6 separate regions of the Sus scrofa genome follow, and all the other regions are linked to region 2. Evidence: chromatin contacts called from public Hi-C and promoter capture Hi-C data. All regions are on one chromosome and are shown on one strand. Each heading gives the region's core, a stretch centred on a gene start, on an enhancer-like site or on the middle of the called end of the contact. The rest is flanking DNA. Distances are from core to core; before and after follow the strand shown.

Region 1 (4,138 bases), core at 1,509-4,008, 280 kb after region 2:
AATGCGGGATCCGAGCTGCATCTGCAACCTACACCACAGCTGATGGCAACGCCGGATCCTTAACCCACTGAGTGAGGCCAGGGATCAAACCTGCAACCTCATGGTTCCTAGTCGGATACGTTTCCACTGTGCCATGACGGGAACTCCCTAAATACATTTATTTTCAATGTAAACCTCATATCATTGCCACAAGAGAAAAACCAGTATCACTTCTCATAAGTAAAAGGCAACCCTAAAAATAAATTCAACAGAAACGAAATAATGCCATTAAACCCCAACTAGTTCCTTGGCCTGCTGACACCCTTCCACCTTAGGCCTGCTCCTGATTTTTGTTTAAGAAGGAAGATTAGTAGGCATTTGAAAGATATTAACCATATTCTAGCTCCAAAGACTTCCTCCTTGAAAAACTGAAAAGGATTTTAAACAGAACTGTAAAGTGAATCTGTGTTGTCAGTTCTCTGTCCACGTGCTCCCTAAAATCAGCCCATGCTTTGGGAAAAGCCAGTGAAAAGAGCAGTGTAACAGTTAAACAGCTTAAGGCTCCAATCATGACTTTGCAACATTTATTTTGCCTCTCTTGGCTTCAGTTTCTACATCTCTCAAATGGGAATAACACTACTCACCCCAAAGATTGGTTTGTGAAAATGAGAAAGAATTGATATATATGGCCTGGCATAGGCTCTGGAACACAATAATAGGTGTTCATTAAATGGCAGGTGTTTTTATTTTTTGTTTTTGTTTTTTACGGCCGACCCGCAGCATGTGGAAGTTCCTGGGCAAGGGATTGAATCTGCCTCGCAGCTGAGACCTACTGCGCAGGGCAGGGGATGGAACCCCCACCTCCCCAGTGACCCGAGCTGCTGCAGCTAGATTTCTAACCCACTGCACCACAGTGGGAACTCCTAAATGGCAGTTTTAATTAGCATACATATATACCAGTATTCACTTGGATGCCTAGCACCCTGGCTAACTGGCTGGTTGTACAGGATCCTGCCTCATGGGTGGCTGTCATTCAGGTGGGTGGGCAAATGACTTGAGGAAATACATCTTACCCCAAATGAGGAAGGAAACAGAAAAGGCTACTGCCCCCACCATCGCATCACAGCACGCTAGCCTATATATATTCTCTGTGCAACTCTGTGGATGTTCCCACCACGCTCCCAGAACCATGAAAGTCCTTTATGCCATGTTCAAACACATGAGAAATTTAGCTCCTCCTCTGAAAATCTGTCAATCCCCAGTTCCCACTTCACAGCTTCAGTCCTTCTGACACCAAGTAGCTCAGGACCAAGGTTTGGAGACTCTCACCATCTGAGAGGCAGGCTCAGGAATCAGGCAGATGAAGATTTACATGCAGTTTCCACCTAGCTATAAGAATTTGGGCAAGACATTGTCTCTCTCTGAGCCTCAGTGTGCCCATCTGTATAATGGGGGAGTTGAAAGAAGTCAGACAGAGAGTAAAGCATTTTGCTCAGAGCCTGACACCCAGGAAACGCTCCATAAATAGCTCCAGCTGTTGCTGAGCTTCATCTCAACCTGGAGCTATAACTGGGAGTTTGCTCTTGAGAAGCCCAGACCACGCTTCATCCTATCTCCCCCGGCGTTTCCTCCGCTTCTTCTCCATGAGCCCTCTTCCTGCCTCCTTTCTCCCTGAGAGCCATTGCTTAGAGTGAACATGAAAGCACTGAGACCAAAGCAGCCTCCCCTCTCTTCCCTGGCTGCCAACCCCCTACTTCATGGGTCATTCCTGTTCTGCCTTCATGCCAGAAACTACAGCCCTTGAAAGTTAGGGGGAGACCGAAGGGGCTGGAATGAGAGTGTCAGGTACTGGGGGGATTCCCGGCCTCCAAAATGAGGAACTACAAAAATACATTTAAACTAAAAGCGAGTCAAGTGTGGGCCTCTGAAAATTCCGGAGATATGCTTGGTTGGGCATATCCGAGCCTTTCTGGTGCCTAGAGAAACCCCCACTGGGCTTCTAACCCTTTCGTGTTCCCATAAACTGTTCATTTCCCCCAGAGTCTCCTATGTCATCTTAAACTCAGGAGGCAGAAACACAGCCTTAGATATCCCTCCTAAGTCAGATCACTCAGGATTTGGGGCTGGAGGTGGGAGTGTTAAAAGCTCCTAGGCTTCTCAAAGAAGCACCTGGGCCTCTGCATTCATCCCTTGTTCCCACAAGATGCCCTAAAAGAAGGCAGCCCCAGCTGGCCAGGAGGTGATAACCACTCACAGAGGCTGGCATCTGTCCACAATAGGAAAGAGACAGGAAACTGGCCAGACCAACCCTTTCCCTTGGCTGGGCTCCCTCCCCACTTCGGAAACCCGTCCTGTGTCTCGTGTGGCGGTGTCGTGTCTCGTTGTGGCCAGCCCCCGGCAGACCCCTACTCCAGGACTCTAGTCTGACCAGATAAAGCTTCAGGTTCCCCAAACCGCAGCCCCATCGCCGCCGGCTAGGCAAGTTTCCTACAGTGACCCCACCATGCGCTCTCTGTGGGCTACCTGAGACCCCTCTGCCTGGGAGGAGAGAGAGGCAGCCCACCCCATTCAGCCAGGACCCCGTGTACCTTACCCAGCTTCCACCCAGCTGCCCCGCACCCCCCAAATCAGCTAGGAAGTTCCCCTCCGCAAAGTCTCACTTCTCTTCCCATTCCCTACTCTCAAATCTCAAATTCCCGCCTCTGGTTGGAACAGAAATTCAACTTACGGCGGTCAAAAAGCAGCCCCAGAGGAGACACTTCAGAGGCAGACGAACCATGGCGAGGCGTAAACCAGGCAGCCAGTGCAGAGGCCGCGGGGACTGGGCCTCTACCAGTTCCCCTGTCCCAGTCCACGGACCTCCCAGGAAAGGGGCGGGGTCTTCGGGAACCAATCGCGACCAGCCTCCCTGGCGGGGGGCGGAGTTCCCGGCCTTGCCCCTCCCCGGGATTTCCCCTAGGACATTCCCAAGTGGTCTAATTCCCTCGGGAGTTTAGGGACGCGCTTTGGCGGGAGTTGGGGAGAAGGGGGACGTATGGTCCAGGAAAAGCCCCTTCTTGGGGCTCCTCGCCCCCCTGGGACTACGAAGGCCAAGCTTAGGTGAGCCAGGAGGCAGCCTGCTTCCTGGGCGGAGCTGGGGGGGGGCCGAGGGGAGGGAAGAGAGATCCCTCCGGGTGTTGGGAAAACTCCCCGCGGTTCTTCCCCGCCGCCTCTGGCAATCCCGACAGAACCGAAAAACGTCCCCCACCGCGTGGATGGAGAGGCCTGAGGAAGTTCCCAGAAAACGGGAAGGCCACAGCTGGGGCGTGGGAGGAGGGCTGGGGAGGCATTTCAAGGAAAAGAGTTTCCCAGCTTACAGTTTCACTCTCTTTCAAAGGAAATTCCCTCGCGTGGGCTCAGCGTCCCAGCCTCCCCATCCATCCATCCATCCATGCAATCCCTATCAGAGTCTATTCCCTCCCAGTTCCCATCTGCCGTCTGGAGACAGTCACTTAGAGTAGACCAGCCTTCTGTGGGATGGTAGGACCCTTTGAGAATCTTAGAAGACTGAGGATCCCCTAGTTCTGCAGAAACACATACACCCTTGTACCTGTTATTTCCCTGGTTCAGGCTCTCCAAGCCGTTTCTTGAACCAGTGTTAACTCACTCTGCTCTGCAGCAGGAAACACCTGGGTTCTGGTCTAGGCTCTGCCTCTGATGGGATGCATTTCCTTGAGCCTCAGCTTTCTTCAATGAAACCTGAGGAGTTTGAACTAGATAGCATTTGGGGTGGTGGCCCTCCAAGCTTTGAATTTCTGGGCCGGGCCAAAAGAACACACTACACAGGACCAGAGAGGATGGGAGAGGAGAGGGCTGCTACTGCAAAGGGCACATTTGCAGATGTGTAGATTCTACCTCTGGAATCCATCCCTTCTTTTCTATCCCCTTTGCTATTACCAGAATTCTGAGTCAGCATCTTTCACCCCTGCTGTCCCGGCAGCCTCATTCATTCAGTAAGCATTTGTTCAGCTTCTGCTATGTTCCAGACAGCTTCCTCCCTCTCTTTCTACCTCTCCCTCCCTCTTCCCCCTTCTTGCCTGTCTCTCTCTCTCTCTCTCTCTCTCTCTCTCTCTCTCTCTCTCTCTCTCTGGGTGCACTGTTGCAGTCCTATTTGTAAGAT
Region 2 (4,336 bases), core at 1,423-3,922:
GTTGTGTCAGTGCAGGGCTAGCTCTGACAAACAGATACCCACCCACCCCCCACACCCCCTAGAAAAATCAGTGGCTTAAAGAACAAAGATTACTTCTCTTTCATGTAAGAGTATGAAGGGGCCTAAAAGTACCTTGAGTCAACAGGTAGCTTTATGATCATTTACTTTGTATGTGATGGTGCCATCATCCCCCACACATCATCATCATTATCCAAGGTCAAAGCTGGACACAGCCGGTGAGAAAGAGCAGGGAGGAGGCGGGCCCACTGACTAAAGGCCTTGCCTGCAGTTTCACACGTCCCTTCCACTGGCAAGAACTCACCCAGCCAATCTTAGCTTTAAGTGAGGCTGGGAAGAGAAGCTTAAGCCAGGCAGCCATGTGAGTGTGGAAGGCCAGGAGAAAGGGCTTTGGAGGGCCGCTAGCAGACTCCACAGAAGTAAGTCACTGCCCACGTGGAGCCTGTTTCCAAGCAGATGCTATTCTCAGTAATAAAAGTGCTGGGTAGAAGCACCCTGGGGGCTTAGGGAGGGAGGTGTTCCTGGGCTGCAGTAATTGGGAAGGCAGGAAGGAGTGGGAGAACGTTCCCAAAAAGGGGAACTACAGGAGTTACCACTGGAGCCTGGGAAAGGTAAAATGAACTTGGCCTGTTATCTTGCAATGGGGCAAGAAAAAGATCTGCTAGACCAAGGTGGAATGCTCATGCCTTCCCATAATCCACTTTTGTAGACAGAAGATGAAATTGGGAGTGAGGAAAGCTGGACCTGAGTTCAAGTTCCTGAATTGACCTCGAGTAAAAAGCCTAAGCTTTGCAAGCTTTTGACTCCTCCTTTGTAAAAGGATGAGGATGATCATCAGCAACAATAATACCTTAATAATAATTTTTAAAAGTATGGGAGTTCTCCTGGTGGCGCAGTGGGTTAAAGATCCCGAGTTATCACTGTAGTGATTCAGGTTGCTGCTGTGCCACCAGTTCAATCCCTGGCCCTGGAATTTTCATATGCCATGGGCACAGGCAAGAAAAGAAAGACATTTTTTTGAACAGTAAAGTAAAATTCCTTGTTTTACAATAAAATAAAAATTTTAAAGTATGACTAGAAGTTCCTACTGTGGCTCAGCAGGTTAAGAACTCAACATTGTCTCTGTGAGGATGCAGCTTAGATCCCAGGTCTCACTCAGTGGGTCGAGGATCCAGTGTAAGTTGCAGATGTGGCTGGAATCCAGTGTTGCTGTGGCTGTGGCAGCTGCAGCTCCGATTCAGCCCCTAGACCAGGAGCTTCCATGTGCCACAGATGAGGCTGTACAAAGAAAAACAAAGTGTGAATAATAACAAGGTTGCTGTGAGAATCCCACAAAGCAAAAGTCTATTAAACACTTTTGTATCCACAGCCCTGTAGACTAAGAGTGGACAAATTATAGCCACAGGCCACTGCCTATTTTTGTAAATAAAGTTGCATTGGAATCCAGCCACACGCATTGGCTTACATATAGTCTGTGGCTGCTTTCAGGCTATAACAGCACAGCTGAATAGTTTTGACAGAGGTTGTATGGCCAAAAGTATTTCCAATGGTCATTTATGGAAAATAAACTGATGACTTCTGCAAGGGCAGTGGCAATGTTATCTATTCCTAAACCTCACCCTCCCTGAGCATCACTGTATTCACCAGTAAAATAGGACTAATAAGAATCATCTTCACTTCGAAGATATTTTGAGGATCAAATGAAACAACATATGTAAAACTGCTTTTCTGATGCTTTCCTGACAGAAGCACCATCTAAATGGGAGCTGTCATTTAGTTTCTTTGCTGGGTAAGAGTTTCCTTATTTAGCCTCTCCAGCTGAGGGTCGGTAAAAGAGGCAACAAAATACCCACCATCCATTGTGGTTGTAAGGATCTGTGAGACCAAAAAAAGGTTAAAGCATAAACTTTAGAATCAAACAGGCACAGGCTGGCATCTTGCTCAGCCCATCACTAAGTCTGCCATCAGAGGATCAGCGTAATACCTACATCAGAGTTGCTGTGAGTGTAAATGGAGATAGCACGAGCGAGCGCGAGGCCCTGGCGCAGTGCCTGGCCTTGTTCCGATCTGCAGGTGCAGTGACGAATACCACCTCCCACGGGTCCCTACCAACAGTACAGCTGAGCTGTACCCCTCTGCCTCTGCTCAGCGCCCACGGTCAGCCCTGGGTGCCGGTATAATTAGCTCCAACTCGGTGGTGAGCAGCCGCGGCTGCTCACAGCCTCTGACATGACTGTCACTTCCCACTCAGTTCTTCAAGCCACAGTTATCCCACTGATGAGTGCGTTACATGCCCGCCGGGCACAGGGCTTAGTGCCACCAGAGGACAGCTGAGCCCTCAAAAGCTCTGATTTATCACAAGGAACCCAGGCAGTGCCAAAAGAAAAGTTTGGGTGGGGTGGGGGGCTGGTAATGCCTCTTGAATTTGAGGAGAAATCCCATTCCTCCAGAACCCATAGCCTGGGGCGGCAGAGGAGGCCTATGTCTTTAAGAGGCCTCCGCTAGCTGGGCGGGGATCGCCGGCTTTTCCCCTCAGCATCTGGGCCCGCCCTCCTTTGAGTGACAGGCAATCAACCCAGTTGAAGGAGGAGAGTTCAGCGTGACGGCGAAGCGGAGCAATAGGAGCCCGGGTCGGCCTGCGCGGGGCGGGGTCCCGGGAAGGTGGGGCGGGCGGAGGCTGGAGGAGCGGCGGCGGCGGTGAGACCCGGTTGCGGGAGCTGGGCCTAGGTTGGCGTTCTGGTGAGTGAGGGGCGCGCCGGGGGCTCGGGCATTCCCGCCCTCGGAGCGGGGCCTGGCCTGAGGGACGCAGGGAGGAGAGGCTGGGCCGGGAAGCGGGCGGAGAGCTGCGGCCTGCTTCTGCCCAGGGGACCGAGGGGCTGGAGAGGGCGGGCCTGGGCTGCACCGCGCCGGTACGACAGGCCCCAGAGGGGTCGCGGCCCAGCTAGGTCCCCCGGACCTGAGGGGCACTGGGTCCCCGACAGGGAAGGGTCTACGGGTGGGGAAGAGGGCAGGCCAGGCCTCGAGGGGCGGGGGCTGGACCGGGTAGGGGTCGAGGGGTAGGGGAGGAGGAGGGTGGGTGGGTGGAACGCGGAGTGCGACGAGACGGTGAGGGAGGAGACGGGAGAGGGACCGAATGGGAAGGGGCTTGATAGGCGCCCAGAGAGTGTTTGGGGCTGGGTGGCCCCGGGCGCCAGACGCCCAGATCCTCTCGATGTCGCCACCCCCTTCAATAGACAAGGCTCTTCACCCCGCCCGGTCTATCCGGCCCGGCTCGGTAGACCCCAGTCCGTCTACTTGTATCTCCGCTGCTTGCTCGTCAGTTCAGCCCTCTTTCGCCTCTTACCCGGACCGATGCCGCGTCTTAACCAGATCTGCCCACATGCCCTCTGGCCGATCCGCAAGGGCCTTGCCCCTTGGCCGGAGGGCTCGGATCCGGACGCTCCGCTGCTTACAACTACGCCTCTTCCACCTCTTGCAGGGCCAGCCCCGGATCCTCTCCCAAGCCTTGGAGAGGGGAACCCACCGACCTCTCCTCCCTGGTCTCAGTCTACCAACCCCTCTTGCTCAATACTCTCCTCACCTTTTCGTGTTCCTTCTACATACCAAGCCCCAGCCCTACTCAGGGTCTTCACCCTTGGTCTTCCTACTCCGGGGCATATCTTCCCTGCCTGGCTTACTCCAGTAAATTCCTCTTTATCTTTCAAATCTCCACTCAAGTATCACTTCCTCAGGAGGCATCCCTGGCGCCCGACTCCCTCACCAAATGAATTCCCCACTTTCATCACCCTGTATACTTCTCCTTCACAACCCTTGAATGGCTGAAAATAGGCTTGTCTATTTCCACCAGATAATAAGGTTCACAGGGAAAAAGGTAGTATCTGCTTTTGCTTCTTGTATTTCCAGCATCTTGCACAGGGCCAGGCACTGTAAATATGTTTTAAATAAATGAATGGAAAACTTGGCTTTGGCAGGAGGAACAGGGTGTTCGTGTGAGTCATGTCCCTGAGGTCCTACACAAAAAGTGTGTCAGGGAGTTCCCTTTGTGGCTTAGCCGTTATAAAGAGTCCAGCTAGGATCCATGAGGATTCAGGTTTGATCCCTGGCCTTGTTCAGTGGGTTAAGGATCCAGTGTTGCCATGAGCTGTGGTGTAGGTCATATACTCAGCTCGTATACTCAGCTCGGATCCTGCGTTGCAGTGGTTGTGGCATAGGCCAGCAGTTACAGCTCCAATTTGACCCCTAGCCTGGAACTTCCATATACTGCCCTGAAAAGCAAAAAAAAAAAAAAAAAAAAAAAAAGCGTGCTAGGCTCTGCGCT
Region 3 (4,090 bases), core at 720-3,219, 390 kb after region 2:
ATAGGAGCGGCCCTCGAAGGTGAAGGGGAAGTGGCAGGCTGCGCCTTTTGCGTTTCCGAAGTAGGTCGGAACCACTACAGCAAAGAGGGAGAGGGGTCAGGGAGACTGGTGGTGCGCCTGAAAGAAGAAGGGAATGGGGGCTAGGGCGGCTCGGGAACTCACCGACGCCTTTGCCCAGAGACCACAACTCTTCATCGTCGAAGTGGGCGTCTCCTTGAATGCCCGGGCCAGGAGGGAAGGCGTGTGCCAGGAGCCCGTCCTTCCCATCGAAGGGATACCCATCTCCGTGCTCTGAAGACGCAGGTGGAGAAGAGAGTTAGCCGCGTGTAGTTGCGCAGGTTGTGCGCTGCCCAAGGGCGCTGGGCCGAGTGCGGGCTGAAATCCCGACCACGGGCCGCGGAGACTTGCGTCCCAGCGCTGCGCGGTGTTAGGCGGGAGGGGGTGCCATAGGGCGAGAGGCAGCCAGGACTGCGGAGACAGGCACGGGAAGTCCAGTTCAGGGCCCTCTCTACTCTTTCCGTGGTCCTCCGTCCCCTGTCCCCGTCGCAGACCCTCCTGGCTTTCCCTTTCTCGCGATCTCACCCTTAACACCAAACTGGATAACGATGTCGGCGTTGGGGCCGTATACGCGAGTGAAATTGAGCGGCGTCACCTCGCTCCAGAGCGCGAAGGCGCGGGCAAAGGCGTCGTCAATCACATCGCGCGGCAAGTCTTCCGAGTAGTTTTGGATCCTGCGGGGGAAAGGCACGTTAGAGGTCAGAAGTGAGGGGCGGGAGCCGGGGCACCGCAGACACCCCATGTCTCAGCGACTTAAGATGGGCAACGATCCCTACGCTCCACGCTTTCGTCTGTAAAGGACTTTCAGACGTATTTTTCTCCTTGTACATTCACAGCGGCCCTGGCAGGAGGACTCAAAATGCGGGGTCCATTTCCCCGACGAGGAAACGGAGGCTCAGAGGTGGAGCCGCTCGCCCCAGGCGGCGCATTTAGGGAAACCTAGGGATTGGCCTAGGACCGGACGTGTTCACCGCCGGGCGGCGCGCGGGACCGGCCTCTCCCCTCTCCCTGCCAAGCCCCGTTCTCCCGCAGCGGGCCGGGTTGCGCACCAGTAGGTGATGTCGTGGTGGTGCCACTTGAGGTCGCCCTCAAAGGTCTGGAATTTGCCCAGGTCCGGGACGCCGCAGCGCGGGGCACGCATGGCATTCAGGGTGGTGGTGTCCAGCTCGCCAGTCTGCGGCAGGGACAGGCGCTGCTGGAGAAGCTTTAGAGCCGGTTCCAGGGACTGCTTTCTGTCGGTCATCTCGGCCACTTGAGTGTAGCCATAGCGGTACAGATATTCCTGTGGATGGACGGGCGGAGACATCCCAGAGCCCTGAGCCGTTTCTCTGCTCCCTGGGCCAGGACTCTATCCCTCCAGGCTCTCGGGGACCAGAAACACAGGCACGGTATCCAGGACTTGGTACCCGGGGTACCAGTGCCTGTGCCCACTGGGGACCCTCGCCTCCCTGTAGACATTCTCAGCACCTTTCTACCTCCATGCCCCTGGCCATGCCTACTTCAGGGCCCCCTAGGATTTACCCCTGTTCACCCCTAGCCCATGCCCATCCCAAACTCCTCCAGTGCCCTGTCACCACTGCCCATCTAGGAAACCCTCATTAGCCCATTCCTGGGAATCACTGCCTAGAGGCTCCCTGTGCCTGATCCTGGACACCTCTGTTCTCTGGACATGCCCATTACCCACCAACATGCCCTAAAGTGTCTCCTCAGAGACACCAAGCCCTTGCTGGGTCTCTTGGCCAGTCCTTCCCAACCCTAGCCTGGGGCGGGTGCATACCTCTGCCAGCTGCCTGTCGCTGAGATTGGTTCGTAGGTCTCCCGGGAAGACCACAAAGGTGGGCTGGCGTGGTTTGGGGGCGGCAGAGCAGCCCAGCACCAGGAGCACCAGGACCAAGGGCTGCCAGGGGCTCATCGTGAGGGTAGCAGTGTCTGACTGCAGCTGCCCTTGTGGGGGCTTTAAAGAGGCACTGTCACTGAATCAGTGACCCCGCCCCTCCCCGCCAGGCTTAGGGGAGAGCTGACTCAGGGGATGCGGAGTGAGTGTGTGTGTTAGTGTGTGTGTGTGTGTGTGTGTGTGTGTGTGTGTGTGTGTGTGTTGGGCAGTCCGAGCATGAGAAGGCAAAGAAAGGGCTTACACCACCTCCTTTTCCCCCCACCCTGCCCACAGTCCCCATTGCCGAGTCAGGCAGGACCCCAGACCCACAGGAAACCACAGGCCCATAGGGGAAGGATTGGGTTTTGCAAACTGCAGAGCTTGTAAGAACTGCATGAAAGGGAAGGCGGGGAGGCAAGGCTGGAGGGCTTGAGCTTCATCTGACGGCCCCAGGTGGTCAGCCCAAGGGAGAGGCATGGAAGAGTCCCTGTGGGCCTCTTTCTGAACCTAATGATCCCCCTTCCTGATCAGACCCCCTCCATCTGAGGGCCCCTCCCCACACTCCCAGGCTCTGTCCTCTCTACTCCCAGGAAGCCATCCTTGACTCAGCTTCCTCTCCCTGCGCCACCTGGGGCAGAAGGACTGGGCTCTGCTGGGCAGGACCTGGGGAATTTCATGGGGACAACCCCCGTTCATCAACAGGCTGAGCCCTTCAGGATAGTAAAGGGGGAGTTTGTGGCGTCTGGAAGCCAACAGACATGGCTCCAGTGTCTTGGGCAAATGTCACCACTTAGAGTTTGTTTCCTCAGCTGGGGAGAAAAGAAAAGGACCCTTTGTCCTTAAATTGATGTGAAGATAAAATGAGATCAGACACATCAAATACTTAGTACCATGTATGTTGCAAGTATTCTAGAAATGGCTGTGATCGCTTTTAATTGTCTGGGCCAAGGTCATGATTCTGACTTGGAATCAGGAGACCGGAGTCTTGGATTCTAATATGCTGTGTGACCTAGAGTAAATGCCTTAACCTCTCTGGGCTTTGGACTCTTGAACTGCAAAATAGCGGGGGGCCTTGCGGAATGATCTATGGAAGCCCTTTCACTTCTCCAGAACTTCTCTCTCCAGAACAGCACAAACTCCAGCTCCGATAATCACCTCTTATGCCAATAACCAGCATCCTCCCTCCCTTCTTTCCAGTGTGAGGCAGGATCTGTATTTGCCTTGTTCAAAGCCCGTTGTTTGGGAAGGACAACAACAGCAGTTCAACAAGCTGTATATAAAGGGCTAGTATGTGCTAGGCACTTTATATGCTTATCTAATAAATGAGTCTGTGAGACAGAGACAGTTAACCTCCTTTACAAGAAAATTGAAGCTCTAGGGGTTCTTCCGTGGCACGTCAGGTTAAGGATCAGGCAGTGTCACTGCAGCAGCTTCGGTCACTGCTATGGTGCTGGTTCAATCACTAATCCAGGAGCTTCTGCATGTTATGGGTGTGGCCAAAAAAATTTTAAAAAAAAAAAAAAAGGCAAAACAAAACCCTGAAGCTCTAGAGCTCACAAATTAATGAGCATCTGCTTTGGAGTCACACAGTTCTGGTTATTGGTCCCAGCTCCGTGACCCTGGGTAAGTCACTTCATCTCTGAACCATAATAATAATAACGGATTTTTTGCGACGGACTGTGTTGACAGCTGTGATAAGTTCCCTATAAGCATCTCATTTCATTCCCCCCCCAACCCCGCTCTGTGAGGTAGGTTCAGTGAGTACCCCTCCCATTTTCAGAGGCAAAAACTGAGGCTCAGAGTAGTTAAGGAACTTGGCTGTGATCACACAGTGAGTGAGTACTCAGGATTAGGCCTCAAACCTAAGGCTACCTGGTTCACAAGCTTTTCATCTTTATCACCATTTACAGGGAACTGAAATGACCAGGGATTGGAGGGGAGCAGGAGGGATGGGTGGGGGAGGGGAAACGTAAACCTGAAACCCTTCTCCCTTAATCCTCTGCACCCACTGAGGATCAGAGAGGAAGTTCAGGTCTTGGGGAAATCAGAGGTTAGGACAGAGGACCCAAGGGAACCATACTCCAGACTTGAGAGTCTGGGCTTATAGAGCGATATGATTTTAGCAATGGAAACAAAGAGACCCTCCAATCCAAGGGAGGC
Region 4 (4,021 bases), core at 730-3,229, 300 kb after region 2:
CCCGCAGCATATATAGGTTCCCAGGCTAGGGGTTGAATCGGAGCTGTAGCCGCCGGCCTACACCACAGCCACAGCAACACCGGATCCGAGCCATGTCTGCAACCTACACCACAGCTCACCACAAGGCCAGATCCTTAACCCACTGAGAGAGGCCAGGGATCAAATTCACAACCTCATGGTTACTAGTCAGATTTGTTTCCACTGTGGCACAACGGGAACTCCTACAATGTTGTGTTGGATTCAGGGGTAGTGGAAAGTGATTCAGTTATATACACACACATGCATGTATGTATATATTTTTTTCAGATTCTTTTCTCATATAGGTTACTAAAAAATATTGAATATAGTTCCCTGTGCTATACAGTAGGTCTTTGTTGTTTATCTATTTCATACATCAAGTGTGGTTTTTTGTTTGTTTGTTTTTTGTTTTTGTCTTTTCTAGGGCCACACTCGCAGCATATGGAGGTTCCCAGGCTAGGGGTGGAATCGGAGCCATAGCCACTGGCCTTCGCCACAGCCACAGCAACATGGGATCCGAGCCATGTCTGCGACCTACACCACAGTTCATGGCAACACCAGATCCTTAATCCACTGAGTGAGGCCAGGGATTAAACCTGCAAACTCATGGTTCCTAGTTGGATTCGTTACCCACTGAGCCAGGACAGGAACTCCTCAAGTGTGGTTTTTTAACCTGACCCACAAAAGGATATCAGGAAAGCAAGTGAATCCACAAAATCATGAGACTTCTCACCTAGAGCGAGCTAACAACTGGGATAAAGTAAAGGGAAAATCTCTGGGAGTAGGAATCCCTCTCTGCCTTCAGAACCTCTCAGCAGAGGTGGGAAACCAGACAGCTTCCATTTTCCCAGGTGCCGTGATGAATTATGAGGATCCAAAGGTCAAGCATATCTGCTGATAGGATCAGACACATCCTGCACTATTCACAAGGAGAAAAAGTAGACAATAGAGTGCCTCTCAATTTCTCTCCTTCAGCTATTTTTGTTTGTACTCAAGTGTGATTATCCGCCTAACTCTATCTTTCTGCTAGACAGTAATCTCCAAGATAGCAGGGATGGGTCTGCATTTGCTCATGCTATTGCCTAGCAAATAGGTGTATAATAAATCCTAGAGCCACCTAGGAGGTGTATAATAAACATTCAGATTGAAAATCAGTGAAGGAAAGAGCATATGAGTTAGTGTCAAAGAAATCTTATTTCCCATAGTGTTCATATTCCACAGCCACCATTTTTATTTTGCATGCACTCCTCACAAGGAGAAAAATGAGACCCCATGGGGTCTGGGACATTTCCTAACTAATAAAAATAAGCCTACCTGATTCATATAGCCATCACTGTGATTAATAGAGTGTATTTACAATTGGGTGAGCAAACTCCATTCCCTGTGACACATATATTCTACAGATTAAATAAACAATACAACATTTTATGTGCTTCACAGTCAACAACTACATTCTGGTAAATTTATTTTGACATTGAATGAATATTCCAGAAGGAAGTCAAGAATATCACCAGAAGCTTTTTGCCTCTTGTCAGTGAAACTAACAGGAAACACAGCCTACTTAAACGTTAACTTAAAACATTTTCTCTACCTTTCTGCTCCTTGTGATCCAGAAGTTATAGGAATGTATAAACTAGTCCCCAATACAAACATCTGTAGGTATTGAGGTTTATGTGAGGCGACTCCAAAGTATTCTAGGATTCAAAGGATCTGTTTCTACAGTTAGGAAAGGCGGCACCCTGAATATAAAAAGAAAGGCGAAGCCCTTTTAGGATATAGGGAACCGGGCCTGGGACCCAGCTTCAGCCGGGGACGCCGTTACTAAGCAACCCCACGCTTCTCCAACTGCCGCCCAACCCACTTCCCCGCCCTCATTGCTAAGGAGATCGATGCTCCAGCCTTGCCGCAAACCTGAGCGCTCTTGCGACATTGCCGCGCCTGCCGCTGCGTGCGCGCCCTCTGCCCCCACTCTCCGCCCCGGCCGCCATTGCCTCGTGCCCGCGCCGGTCGGTTGGTGGCGCCTTTGTCCTACGGCGGGCAGGTGGGCTGAAGCGGAGGCGGCAGCGGCGGGCCTGAGGCGAAGGAGCGGCCGGGAGCCCGCCGCGCTGGTAGCGGTGAGTGCGGGGAAGCAGTAGCCGTCCGCCGAGGCGTGGGGCTGACGGGCAGGCGGTTGAGGGGGTCGGGGCCGGATGGGGACGCTGAGGCGGGAGGGCCCGCTCGACGCGCGGCCACGGTCTCGGCTCCTCTCCGGGTGCGCGCGGGGCTGCGCATGCCCTGTACGGGGCGCGGCCTCCTTTGGCTCCGGTCCGGCGCAGGCCCGGCCTGCCAGGGCGGCCGGTGGTGGACTCTGGGCCGTGGCGCCGCACCGCTGCCGCCAGTTTGTGCGCGACCCGCCGGTAATAGTCGTCCAGGCTCTTCTGTAGGCTAGGGCTGCACACTCCGCGCCACCTTCTCGAAATGCGAAGTCGTTCGCCTGCGGGTCGTCGGCGAGTCGGTGGCGCAGTCGGGATTCGAACCAGGGCCGAGGCGCCGGCCTCACCGGGCGTTCTCCGGGGCGCGCGGCGCGGGGCGGCGAACCGAGTGCTCCGTCCCCCATCGTCGCCGCCTCGCGGCCCCCTGACAGCATCCTCGAGACGTCTCGTTGTTATGTGACCCCACCCACCCATTTTATAATACGGACCTGCGCCCAGAAAACGGGGAAAGAAATCGGGCCCGAGGTTACCCTGGCAACTAGCGACCGAGCCAGCGTCCCAGCTTGCTGACCCTCCGTCTCCGGACCCCGAGCACTTTCCGCACCCAGGCAACCCGCCGGGGGCTTTTTTTTTTTTTTTTTTTTTTTTTTTTTAAGGACGACGTTACCCCGATTTCAGTCTCTCGCGTTGCACTTTTATGTCCGTGTATTCATGTGTACTGCTATTTATTTACCAAATGTTACTTTTTTTCTTTAAGCTGACTTCTTTTTCCCCCTCCGTTTTAATGTGTGTTTAAGGTGGAAACGTAAATCACCAACCGTACAATGGTCATTGAAAAATAAATACTTATCTGTTAAAAATAAACGGTGCGTCCTTGTTCCTCCTGAAATTATTCTGCGTTCCACGCTTTGGGAAACGCTGCTCTAGGAGTATGGGGTTAATTATGATCCTTCTGTCTAGCTTTGTGCACAGAATTTCTCCCTGAGGCATAGCAGATTTCATGAAATGTCTCAGGATCTGGGGGGGTAGTAATTAATATTCTAAGCCTTGTCGTTGTAAACTCTCCTCATTATTGACTTAAGGCGGGATAGTCCCAGAGAACTGCAGGAACTGTGCGCTCAAGGGCACCCTGATGTGCTTCCTCTGTTCTTGCAGCCTTGTGGTGTCATAGTTACCTGACAGTTTAAAAAGATGTGTCTGCAAACGCCGATGGAGCAGTTTGGGTTTTTGACAACTCTCGATTTAATGTTTTCTGTATGAGTCAGTCTGGGTGTGAAAACTAACTTTCACGTTGACTTTTCTGAAACAGTAAAGCCCAAGCTTTGCGTTGGAGTGCTGGAGATCACTTGGTTATATGTTGACATCTGTTCCATCGTTCTGGTTTCTTTGCCTTTCTTTTAGTTCATCTGTCACCTTCCAGATAGTCTTTGAAACCTCTGACACAATCTTTTAACCTAAAACATAGAAACAGTGATTTTTCCTTGTAGAATGTGTTGGAGAAGACCCAGTGGAAGACCCAGTGGCGCACGCCTGTGAACATCACACTTTGAAAAAGGCATTGACAGGTTATTCATCAGTTAACAGTCTTTTGTATTTAAGCTCTGTTTTTGTGTGTGAGAGAGCAAATTTATGGCCGTGCCCACGGCAGATAGAACTTCCCCAGCCAGGGGTAGAACCTGCACTACAGCAGCAACCCAGGCTGCTTCAGTGACAACGACAGATTCTTAACCCTCTTCACCACTAGAGAACTCTTCCCCCTCCCCCCAGATTTACTTTAATTCATCGAGAGAAAAGTCAGAAGTCAGCTCAGG
Region 5 (4,435 bases), core at 766-3,265, 450 kb after region 2:
TTTTTTTTCTTTTTTGCCACACAGGCAACATGTGGGAATTCCGGGGCCAGGGATTGAACCTACACCGCACAGCAGCAACCAGAGCCACAGCGCTGAGAACGCAGGAGCCACAACCCGCTAGGCCATCAGACAATTCCCTGTCTTCAAATTTTTAATACCTTTTTTAACGAGGGGTCCACACTCTCACCTTGCACACTTGACCCTACAAATTGTGTTGCTGATCTTGCTAAGGTACCCCATGACAAGAGAAAAGTGAACAAACATACAGTTTCAAGGTGGGCACAGTTCCAAGCCACCCAGAGTGAGTGAAAAACACATGTGAATCAGGTTTTCAATTTTAAAAAATAACAATGCATGAAAAGTGTTATATAACGGAGCAAGTTCACCTTTATTGAAAAAATATTTTCCATAAGAAACACTGTGAGATACTGATGCAGCAGGCAGATGAACTATGCAGAGGCGGCACAAGCTGCATTCCTTAGTGAGGCCAAACTGGGACACTGCAGTGTTCCCAAAGCCAGCTCTGTGCATCAGAACCATCAGGGAACGTGTTAAACAACCTCGGATTCCTGTCCCTCATTCCACATCTTAGGAGTCAGAGATGGGGAGGGGAGATACACAAGAATTTGCATTTTTTAAAATGCGCCACAGGAGTGAGACTGAGAGACCAGATGATTAATTTCTTCACATCATTTTAAGTCTTTGCCAATTTTTTTTAATGACTAAGGAGTTTTTTTTTTTAATTTCCCAGGTGATGTGGATGCAGCAGGTCAGCAGCCAAAGTACCAGTTCTGGGTTTGAACACAACCGGGTTCCAGACCCTTCTGCCATTTTCCAATTTATAAACCAGAATCACTCAACCTCTACAGTCTCTATACGTAGAGCCTAGCATACTGTACACTCTAAGAGATAACGACTATTACTAAAATAACGTCTTTATTAATCCCACGCGTACCGCAATTTGCCGACCAGCTTTAGGATAAACAACTGTATCTGCGCAACCAAAGAACCCACCAGAAAGAAAAGAGCCTGAGTCCAGGATTGGAGAAAGATGAGGCGGGATCATTTCAGTAACGCACCAATCAGAATACTCCAACCCAGTAGGGAGGAGTCAAAGGCCTCGCAAAGTGCGCAGGCGCGGGGGCGCGCGCTGAGGGGAGGCGCGACCCCTAGCGCGCGCACCTTTTCCCTCCCACCCCCCCGGGGGGGCGGGCTCTTTCGGCGCGCGCGCGCCGGCCCATCTCCCGGCTCCGCCCCCCGCCCCGCCGCGCGCTCCCGCCCCCGGGCTGAGGCGACTCAGAGTCGGAGCCCGACACAAAGGCGGTGGCGGCGGCAGCAGCGGAGGGGCCCTAGAGGCTGCTCCGCCCGCGCTCTCCGGACCGAACTCCCTCATCCAGGCCACCGGCCCGACCGCCCACCCTTGGGCCTAAGATGGCGGCGGCGGCAGAGACGGGGCAAGCGGTAGCCAGGAGTGGAAAGCGCCGGCGGGGCCACCGCCGCCTGGCTTCGGACTCCCGGACCCTGGCGCGGCTCGCGACGGGACCATGGCTTCCTGGGGCTCTTACCTGCCCGTAGCGGACTCGAGGGGACGCGGTTACACGTTCTGCTCGACCGCCCGTTTTGCCGCCTCCGCCTCGCCCTCCCCAGCGCCGCTGCCGCCATCTTGTGTCCCGGGCCGGGACTCCGCGCTGCGCATGCGCTGGTACCGCCTCTGAGGGACCTCGCCGCTGCCGCTCCGCCATCTTGAGTGTGGCAGGACCGGCCAGCTCCTTGGACCCTGCTCGCTTTGGGCCCCCCTCCCCTTCCTTCCGTTCTTCCCTGCTGTTTCATGCAGGTCTAGGGTGGAGGAGGGCAGCTTCGCGGGCCCTGAGGCGTGGACTGAGGAAGGAACGCACTCACAAGCACGCTCCTTGCCTCAGTTTCCCCCGCGAGCACACCCACTGGTGCTAGCGGACCTGGGTGGGCGGTGCGCTGGCTGCGTCGGATTGAGTGTGCGCACCAGGGGGCGTGGGGTGGGTTTGGAACCTGCGGGGGGCTCGGCCCAGATACCTCCCTCAGGGCGGAGTCCTGATGACGTAGGCTCTGTACCTATGGAGGAACCTGGGTCCTAGCTCCCGCACGGCTCTGCTGCCTCCGGCCGATCGCTTGCCCTCTCTGGTTCTCGGTTCAGAAAGAATGTTTTCCAACCTTTTCCCATACCCAAGCTGCATGCACATCGAACCTTCTCCCGTAATAAGGCTGCACAAGTTTTAAGAGCCCCTGCGTAGAAGAAATTCAAAACAACCATATGTGGGAGACATGTAACAAAGCTTTTGGTAAAGTTAGGAAATTGTAATAAGCTAAATGCATCAGAGGACTTTCTAACTCTGACATCAGTGGTTGCTAGTTGCAGCACAAAACCTCTCTGAGACCTCAAACCGGCCACAAAAGTTAGCCTAGCAGGAGACTGGCAGTCACTAGGTGCCCCGTGCCCAGCGGCCTGCCGGATTCTTTGGTAAGGTCTGGCAGAGTACTCACTAGCTCCACTCCTGGTCTCCCCAGTAAACTCACCTCCCAGTGAAAGCTTGAGAAGAAGAAAGCCTGAGAGGAAGGAAGACAAGCTTGCCACCTGCTGTTCGCCTTGTGCTTCCCACGTGGAGCCAGAGGCTGCAGTTACCCCAACTGGGCCTCCCCGGGTGTCCCTGATGCCTGGTCCATGCAACTTGGTGGGGTAACGGGAGTGCCAACAAAACCCGTGGCTCAGTGGGTTAAGACCCGGGCTAATATATGCGAGGATGCAGATTCAATCCTTGGCCTTACTCAGTGGGTTAAGAATCCAGTGTTGCTGCAAGCTAAAGAAGGTCGTGGATGGGGCCCATATCTGGTGTTGCTGAGGCTGTAGGGTGGGCTGGTAGCTAGCCCTGATTGGACCCCTAGCCTGGGAACTTGCATATGCCGCAGGTGTGGACAGTAGGGGAAAAAAACAAAACAAAACCGAGGCAGTATTGTGAACAGAACTAGGGTTCCCATCAGTCTAACGGGGATCAAACTCTTGCTCCTCCACCCTAGATGTGTGGCCTTGAAGGAGCTGCTTGACATCTAAGTTTTCATTTCCTCTAACAGACCACAAATCCGCCTACCTCATAAAGGCTTGGTGTGAATTAACTGCCGAGTACTCAGGACTGTATCTGGCACTAATACATGTTAGCTATTATCACCTCATGGGGTTGGGGAAATTGCTCCAAGTAGATCTGAACCTTCTAGAAATAAACCAGCTCCATAAAGGCACGGGATGTGCAGTGATCCTGCCCTCACAGTGAAAACTGTTCACCTGAGAGGCTTGACAGGAAATCAGATCCAGGTCCCCACTTCAGACTGACACTGGGGGACTGCATGCCCTGCTTTGCCCAGGACAGTCTTGATTTATGTCTGTTGTGCTGGCATACATTTTTTCTCCACAGGTGTGGCATAGGGAGGTTCCCAGGCTAGGGGTTGAATTGGAGCTGCAGCTGCTGGCCTACACCACAGTCACAGCAATGCAGGATCCTTAACCCACCGAGTGAAGCCAGTGATTGAACCTGCAACCTCGTGGATACTAGTTGGGTTCATTACCACTGAGCCACAATGGGAACTCCCCGACATAATTATTAATATTGCCTCCTTTCTCAAAAGGGCAGTGGTTTGAACAATAAATTATATGGTCACTCTAGACCTACAGAATGCCCAGTTTTACAGGCTTGCCATCTAGTTCCTTCCATTGGAGTGTAAAGGGTATACAGCAATCGTTACCTATTCTTGGAGTTCCCGTTGTGGCTCAGCGGTAACGAACCCAACGGGTATCCATGAGGACACGGGTTTGATCCCTGGCCTCATTCAGTGGGTTAAGGATCTGGCATTGCCATGAGCTGTGGTATAGTTTGCAGAGGCGGCTTGATCTGGTGTTGCTGTGGATGTGGTGTATCCTGGCAGCTGTAGCTCGGATTCGACCCTAGCCTGAGAACCTCCATATGCCATGGGTATGGCCCTAAAAGACAAAAAAAATCTTTACCTATTTTTGCTATTTTTGAATGTATTTTCTCATTCCTAGTTTAGGTTCTCTGAATTGATTCTCAAAGCCATAAACATCCCCAGTGCATATCCAGCTTTACCATGTGTAAAGTATAAGACCCCTGAGAGTAGAAATGTTTATATCAAATCTACCCATGAGGAAACTGAAGCTGGGAGAGGGGGCGGGGCGAAGTAATTGCACAGGTTCACAGCCAGGAAGTAAGGGAACTGGGTTTGGGTTTTTGTTTTTGTTTTTTTTTCATCTTTCTAAGGCCACACCTGTAGCATATGGAGGTTCCCAGACTAGGGGTTCAATCAGGAGCTGTAGCTGCCAGCCTACACCACAGCCACAGCAACTTGGGATCCAAGCTGTGTCTGTGACCTACACGACAGCTCACAGCATCATTGG
Region 6 (3,982 bases), core at 208-2,707, 410 kb after region 2:
CTGGAACAGCAGTCAACAAACCAGGTTGGCTTGCTTGCCTTTGTAATGGAAGAACTGCGATATTTGTTTCAAGGCATTAAGACCTTAGGCCATGAGCTTTCACTCTCTGGTCTTGAGCTCCTTGATGAGGCGGTTATTTTCTATATCATGACATTCTGCAACCTTATGATTTGGTGGCAAAGGCCAAGGTTAGGACTGTGCCTTCGTTGGGTTGGGAATGGAATAGGTGCTGTGGAGGTACTCCTCAGTACCCGGATGTCCTTGAGGGAGGTCGCTTGGCAGGATACATCCCAGTGGCGTGGAATGGGGATTGGAGGTGGCTCTGTAGGACTGAGGAATCAGATTGGAAAAACTGCCTAGTGGGGAGCAAACCAACCTGCTATCATGCCCTTGTTTATCCAGCTCTCTAGGGCTGCTCTGGGAGCCTGGAACTGCTGAATGGGGGGTAGTGGTTGCGAGTGGGCAGAGCCAATCCAGAGGCCTCATGCTGTCTTCCTCCTACCAAAACCTGCTCCTAGGAAAAGACCAGGGAAACCCCCTCATACTCAGTACAACAAACCATAATAGCTGAAACACCCTGTCTTTTTAAGCAGGTTTTCTTTGCAGGGGTTTAGATTTCTCCCACCGCCCCCTTCCCCATTTGTATTTTTCAATTGATGAAAACAACTTATGCAACAAGACTCTGGGACAAACCGGAGAACCAGTCTCCTGAGCAAAATGCGAAAAAGGCTTAAACAGAGGGTACTGCCAAAGGTGGCATTTCAAGCATCAGAAGGGGAAAGTCGTACCTTTCTGAAAAGCTGCAGACTTCTAAATACATCTACATATATTGAGCAGAGAAGGGCTGTGGAGGTAGCTTGACCTCCATCTCTATTATGTAACAAATCTGTGTCCAAAGCTCAAGAAGGGCCAGGCACTCACTCATCTCCATTTCTCCAACTCTGGCCATTCGGGTTTGCATTCAGAATCCCTATACTTGATGTGACTTTGGACCAGCCACCTCCCATCTCGGGGCCTCAGTTTCCCCATTTGTAAAACCAGGATTATACGCTCCCCTCCTCCCAGGACACGTCAAACCTAATCGGGAAAGATTTGATTGGGTACGATGAGAATGCAAAGTAATTGGTTAAAAGCCAGGCGAAAGGACGCATAACAGATACCTCCCTCCCGCCAAGCCAGTCGCACTCCATTCGGACTGTTCCGGGAAGGGCGTGGACAGGCCACTGGGAGTCACGCCCCCGGAAGTGGGGCCAGCCTTAGCCGCGCCCAGCCCTGCGGCCCAAGGAAGGGACCCAGGGATGACGTCACACAACTCCTAGGTATTCATCCGCCGCGAGAGAAAGTAGTCCCCAAACCATAGCTGACTCCACCACCGGTACTAAGCGCTATAAAAAATTCTACATTCTCTTAGGGCTCTAGTATACTTTTGAGGCCTCGGAACCACCTTCCAGCACACTGGAAGCCTGTCTTTCTCCGGGCCGGCGTAGGAAGTAGTTCCGGCCTGCAATACACCGATGGGTCCCTCCGCAACGGGGGAAAGAGGATGGCGACCTCGTCGATGCCGGAGTCGGGGAGGAACGCGGTTACGGAAGCGTCAGGTGAGCGTCGGGTAGAGTCAGGTCGCCCCACTGCACCCTTCCGTGAAGTGAGGCCACAATGCGGGGATACCCGGCAGCGAGGTGCCGAGCCCGGCGGGGCTGTCCGAACAGGGCCCCGGGGTCCCAGGCCCTTTAGTTGCTCTCGGACTTGCCTGAGCGGAAACTCGGCGCCACCACAAGATGGCGTCGGGCCTGGAGCGCAGGCAGCGCCGGGGACAGCCCCGAGTCTCCAGGCCCCGGGACCGTCGCTGTCAGCCCCCTCCGCACGCGAACCAGGGGAGGGGGGGAGCAAGCTGCTGACCCAGGGGGCCTGCGGGCTGTACCACCGACCCTTCCCCCGGGGGGACTTGGGGGACCAAAGGGCTGAACCACTGAGCCTGATCGGGCCCCGTAGAGTGAACCACTCTGCTGGAATCATGGAGGGGAGGAGAAAAGGGTCAAGATTACCCGCCATTGACGACCCTCCCGGGGATGGGGAAGGAGCCCGAGACGGGGAAGCAAGGCTTCCTGGTTCTGTTTTCCCGAAGCTCCCCTCGCGGTACACTAGAAAGCCCCGCCCCGCCGGCTACTCGGTCTCTGCATCTGCGAAATGGGCGCATGGGTGCAGCTGGGTGGGCCGCGATGGCCGGGGCCGAGGAGGAGGCCCACCTGTTCCAGCCCCCGTCACCGCTTCTCGCAGAGTGAAGGCCCCAGATCCTGCGCCCTCCTGTCAGGCCTCCCCCGGAACCAATGGAAGAGAACGAGGTGGAGAGCAGTAGCGACGCGGCCCCTGGGCCTGGCCAGCCCGAAGAGCCCTCTGAGAGCGGCTTGGGTGTGGGCACCTCGGAAGCCGTGTCGGCCGACAGCAGCGACGCGGCGGCCGCCCCGGGGCCGGCGGAGGCCGACGACTCCCGCGTGGGTCAGAGCTCGGACCGCGGTAGCAGCTCTCTGGTATGGCCGGCGTTGGGGGGAGGCAGCAGCTTCCAAGGGGAAGCCAGCAAGGCTTGCTTATAACCAATATTTGTTTATGGTTTGTTGTGAGCCAGACACCGTGCCAAGCCCCTGGCTTGAATTTTCTCTTTTGGCTCTCATACCTTGTAAGGCATATATCAGTCTTTCCCACATCTCACAGAGAAAGAAACTGAGGCACAGAGCCAGGATTCAGATCTAGACTGCGGGCTGAGCTCCTGCACTACCCACTCTCCTCACTCTTAGAGATGCAGGTGAAACCTAGTTCAAGTCTTGGCTCTACCTCTGATTCACTGGGAGACCTCTTTGAGCCTCAGTTTTCTTCCTGTAAAACGGAGCAGAAATGCCTGCTGCTGAGAGTGCTCTGTTGCAAGCTCCTACCACACATTTTCTTGGAAACACCTTGTAAAATAGTCTCCCGGTTCTTCCACCTCCTAGTTCTGTAATCTTGGGCAGGCAACCCAACTTTCAGCTGTCAGTTTTCTCATCTGTAGGGTGGGAAGAAGAAATATACCTTCTTCTCCTGCTGTGTAGCACTGGGAACTATGTCTAGTCACTAATGGTTGGGGCATGATAATGTGAGAAAAAAGAATGTATACATGTATGTGTAACTGGGTCACCTTCCTGTACAGTAGGGAAAAAATCGTACTGGGGAAATAGCAATAAAAACATTTAAAAAAAGAAATATACCTTCTTCAATAGGGTTTTATTGAGGATTAAATGACTCGATACATGCTAAACAGTGAACACAGTGGTCAGTGCATGGTAAGCAGTCGCTAAGTATCAGCTACTATCGTGGTCAGTGTCTGCAAGGTGGTGATCATTTTCAGGACATTGCATTATAGAGCAACACAGCAATAGCCTTCACTTTAGGGCCCAGGGATTTTGATTCAGCAGAAATGGACCTAGCATGTGCCCAGCTGCTGCTGGGCCCTGAGGATACGTCAGGAGACAAGAGAGATGTGGTCCCAGCCCTCACGGAGAGTCCGACCTGGGAACCATGATGTGATGGGGGATACAGGCCACCACGTCACTAAGGATGGAGAGGTCTTCACTTGGCCTTGGGCATTAGGGTCAGCTTCCCAGAAGAGGGACCAGCTGAATGGCATTGAGAAGGCTGAGGAGGAGTTAGCCATGATGTGATGCTAGGGAGCGATTCAGACGGGAGATCAGCTCCACCTGGCTGTTGGGTGGAGCATGGGGGATGTGGAGCCTTGTATCTCACCAAAGCCAGAGACCCTGGGGCTTGCAATTGGGAGGCTCTGTGACAAGAGGGCTTCTCCCACTGGTCCATGATGGGGCTCAGGGTGTGGGTGGCTCCACTCACCATGTCCTTGGGCCAAGGTGGGGGGTAGCCTGCCTTGCCCCATCCGTGGCTCCTAAACTACCTCTCTCCCTGTTTCCTGGCCCCCAGGAGGACGTATCCGAGAGCAGCT

The links. Promoter capture Hi-C pulls out the DNA fragments that hold promoters and counts their contacts. A called contact is a pair of places that touch in the nucleus more often than the background predicts.
Region 1: a Hi-C map of retroperitoneal adipose tissue shows a contact between it and region 2, with 1.6 times the contacts expected there. The contact joins the promoter of CD40 here to the promoter of ELMO2 in region 2. A contact is called at or near these places in 1 of 5 promoter capture datasets (liver), 12 of 47 Hi-C or Micro-C datasets (alveolar macrophages, brain, embryonic fibroblasts and 8 more) and 2 of 2 datasets of contacts at active chromatin or transcription factors (alveolar macrophages and skeletal muscle).
Region 3: a contact with region 2 is called in a Hi-C map of embryonic fibroblasts, with 2.6 times the contacts expected there. The contact joins the promoter of MMP9 here to the promoter of ELMO2 in region 2. A contact is called at or near these places in 7 of 47 Hi-C or Micro-C datasets (adipocytes, alveolar macrophages, blood and 4 more) and 1 of 2 datasets of contacts at active chromatin or transcription factors (alveolar macrophages).
Region 4: a contact with region 2 is called in a Hi-C map of skeletal muscle, with 2.9 times the contacts expected there. The contact joins the promoter of NCOA5 here to the promoter of ELMO2 in region 2. A contact is called at or near these places in 1 of 5 promoter capture datasets (liver), 4 of 47 Hi-C or Micro-C datasets (embryonic fibroblasts, heart right ventricle, liver and 1 more) and 2 of 2 datasets of contacts at active chromatin or transcription factors (alveolar macrophages and skeletal muscle).
Region 5: a Hi-C map of liver shows a contact between it and region 2, with 8 times the contacts expected there. The contact joins the promoter of PCIF1 here to the promoter of ELMO2 in region 2. A contact is called at or near these places in 2 of 47 Hi-C or Micro-C datasets (liver and skeletal muscle) and 1 of 2 datasets of contacts at active chromatin or transcription factors (alveolar macrophages).
Region 6: a promoter capture Hi-C map of liver shows a contact between it and region 2, with 2.9 times the contacts expected there. The contact joins the promoter of ZNF335 here to the promoter of ELMO2 in region 2. A contact is called at or near these places in 2 of 5 promoter capture datasets (fetal skeletal muscle and liver), 2 of 47 Hi-C or Micro-C datasets (embryonic fibroblasts and heart right ventricle) and 2 of 2 datasets of contacts at active chromatin or transcription factors (alveolar macrophages and skeletal muscle).

What each region holds. Positions count from the first base shown.
Region 1 is chr17:48,284,736-48,288,873 of Sscrofa11.1, reverse strand. CD40 (CD40 molecule) reads right to left here and starts at 2,758. Exons shown (of 9, transcript NM_214194.1): 1 at 2,708-2,758. The coding sequence starts at 2,758. All of the region lies in intron 1 of LOC106506699 (a long non-coding RNA gene), which reads left to right.
Region 2 is chr17:48,565,998-48,570,333 of Sscrofa11.1, reverse strand. It overlaps ELMO2 (engulfment and cell motility protein 2), which reads left to right and starts at 2,672. Exons shown (of 21, transcript XM_021078300.1): 1 at 2,672-2,757.
Region 3 is chr17:48,177,569-48,181,658 of Sscrofa11.1, reverse strand. MMP9 (matrix metallopeptidase 9) reads right to left here and starts at 1,969. Exons shown (of 13, transcript NM_001038004.1): 1 at 1,835-1,969; 2 at 1,107-1,339; 3 at 583-731; 4 at 163-291; 5 at 1-74. The coding sequence starts at 1,969.
Region 4 is chr17:48,261,907-48,265,927 of Sscrofa11.1, reverse strand. It overlaps NCOA5 (nuclear receptor coactivator 5), which reads left to right and starts at 1,979. Exons shown (of 7, transcript XM_021078317.1): 1 at 1,979-2,132.
Region 5 is chr17:48,117,843-48,122,277 of Sscrofa11.1, reverse strand. PCIF1 (phosphorylated CTD-interacting factor 1) reads right to left here and starts at 2,015. Exons shown (of 16, transcript XM_021077371.1): 1 at 1,566-2,015.
Region 6 is chr17:48,150,726-48,154,707 of Sscrofa11.1, reverse strand. ZNF335 (zinc finger protein 335) reads left to right here and starts at 1,457. Exons shown (of 27, transcript XM_021077367.1): 1 at 1,457-1,598; 2 at 2,278-2,528; 3 at 3,961-3,982. The coding sequence starts at 2,328.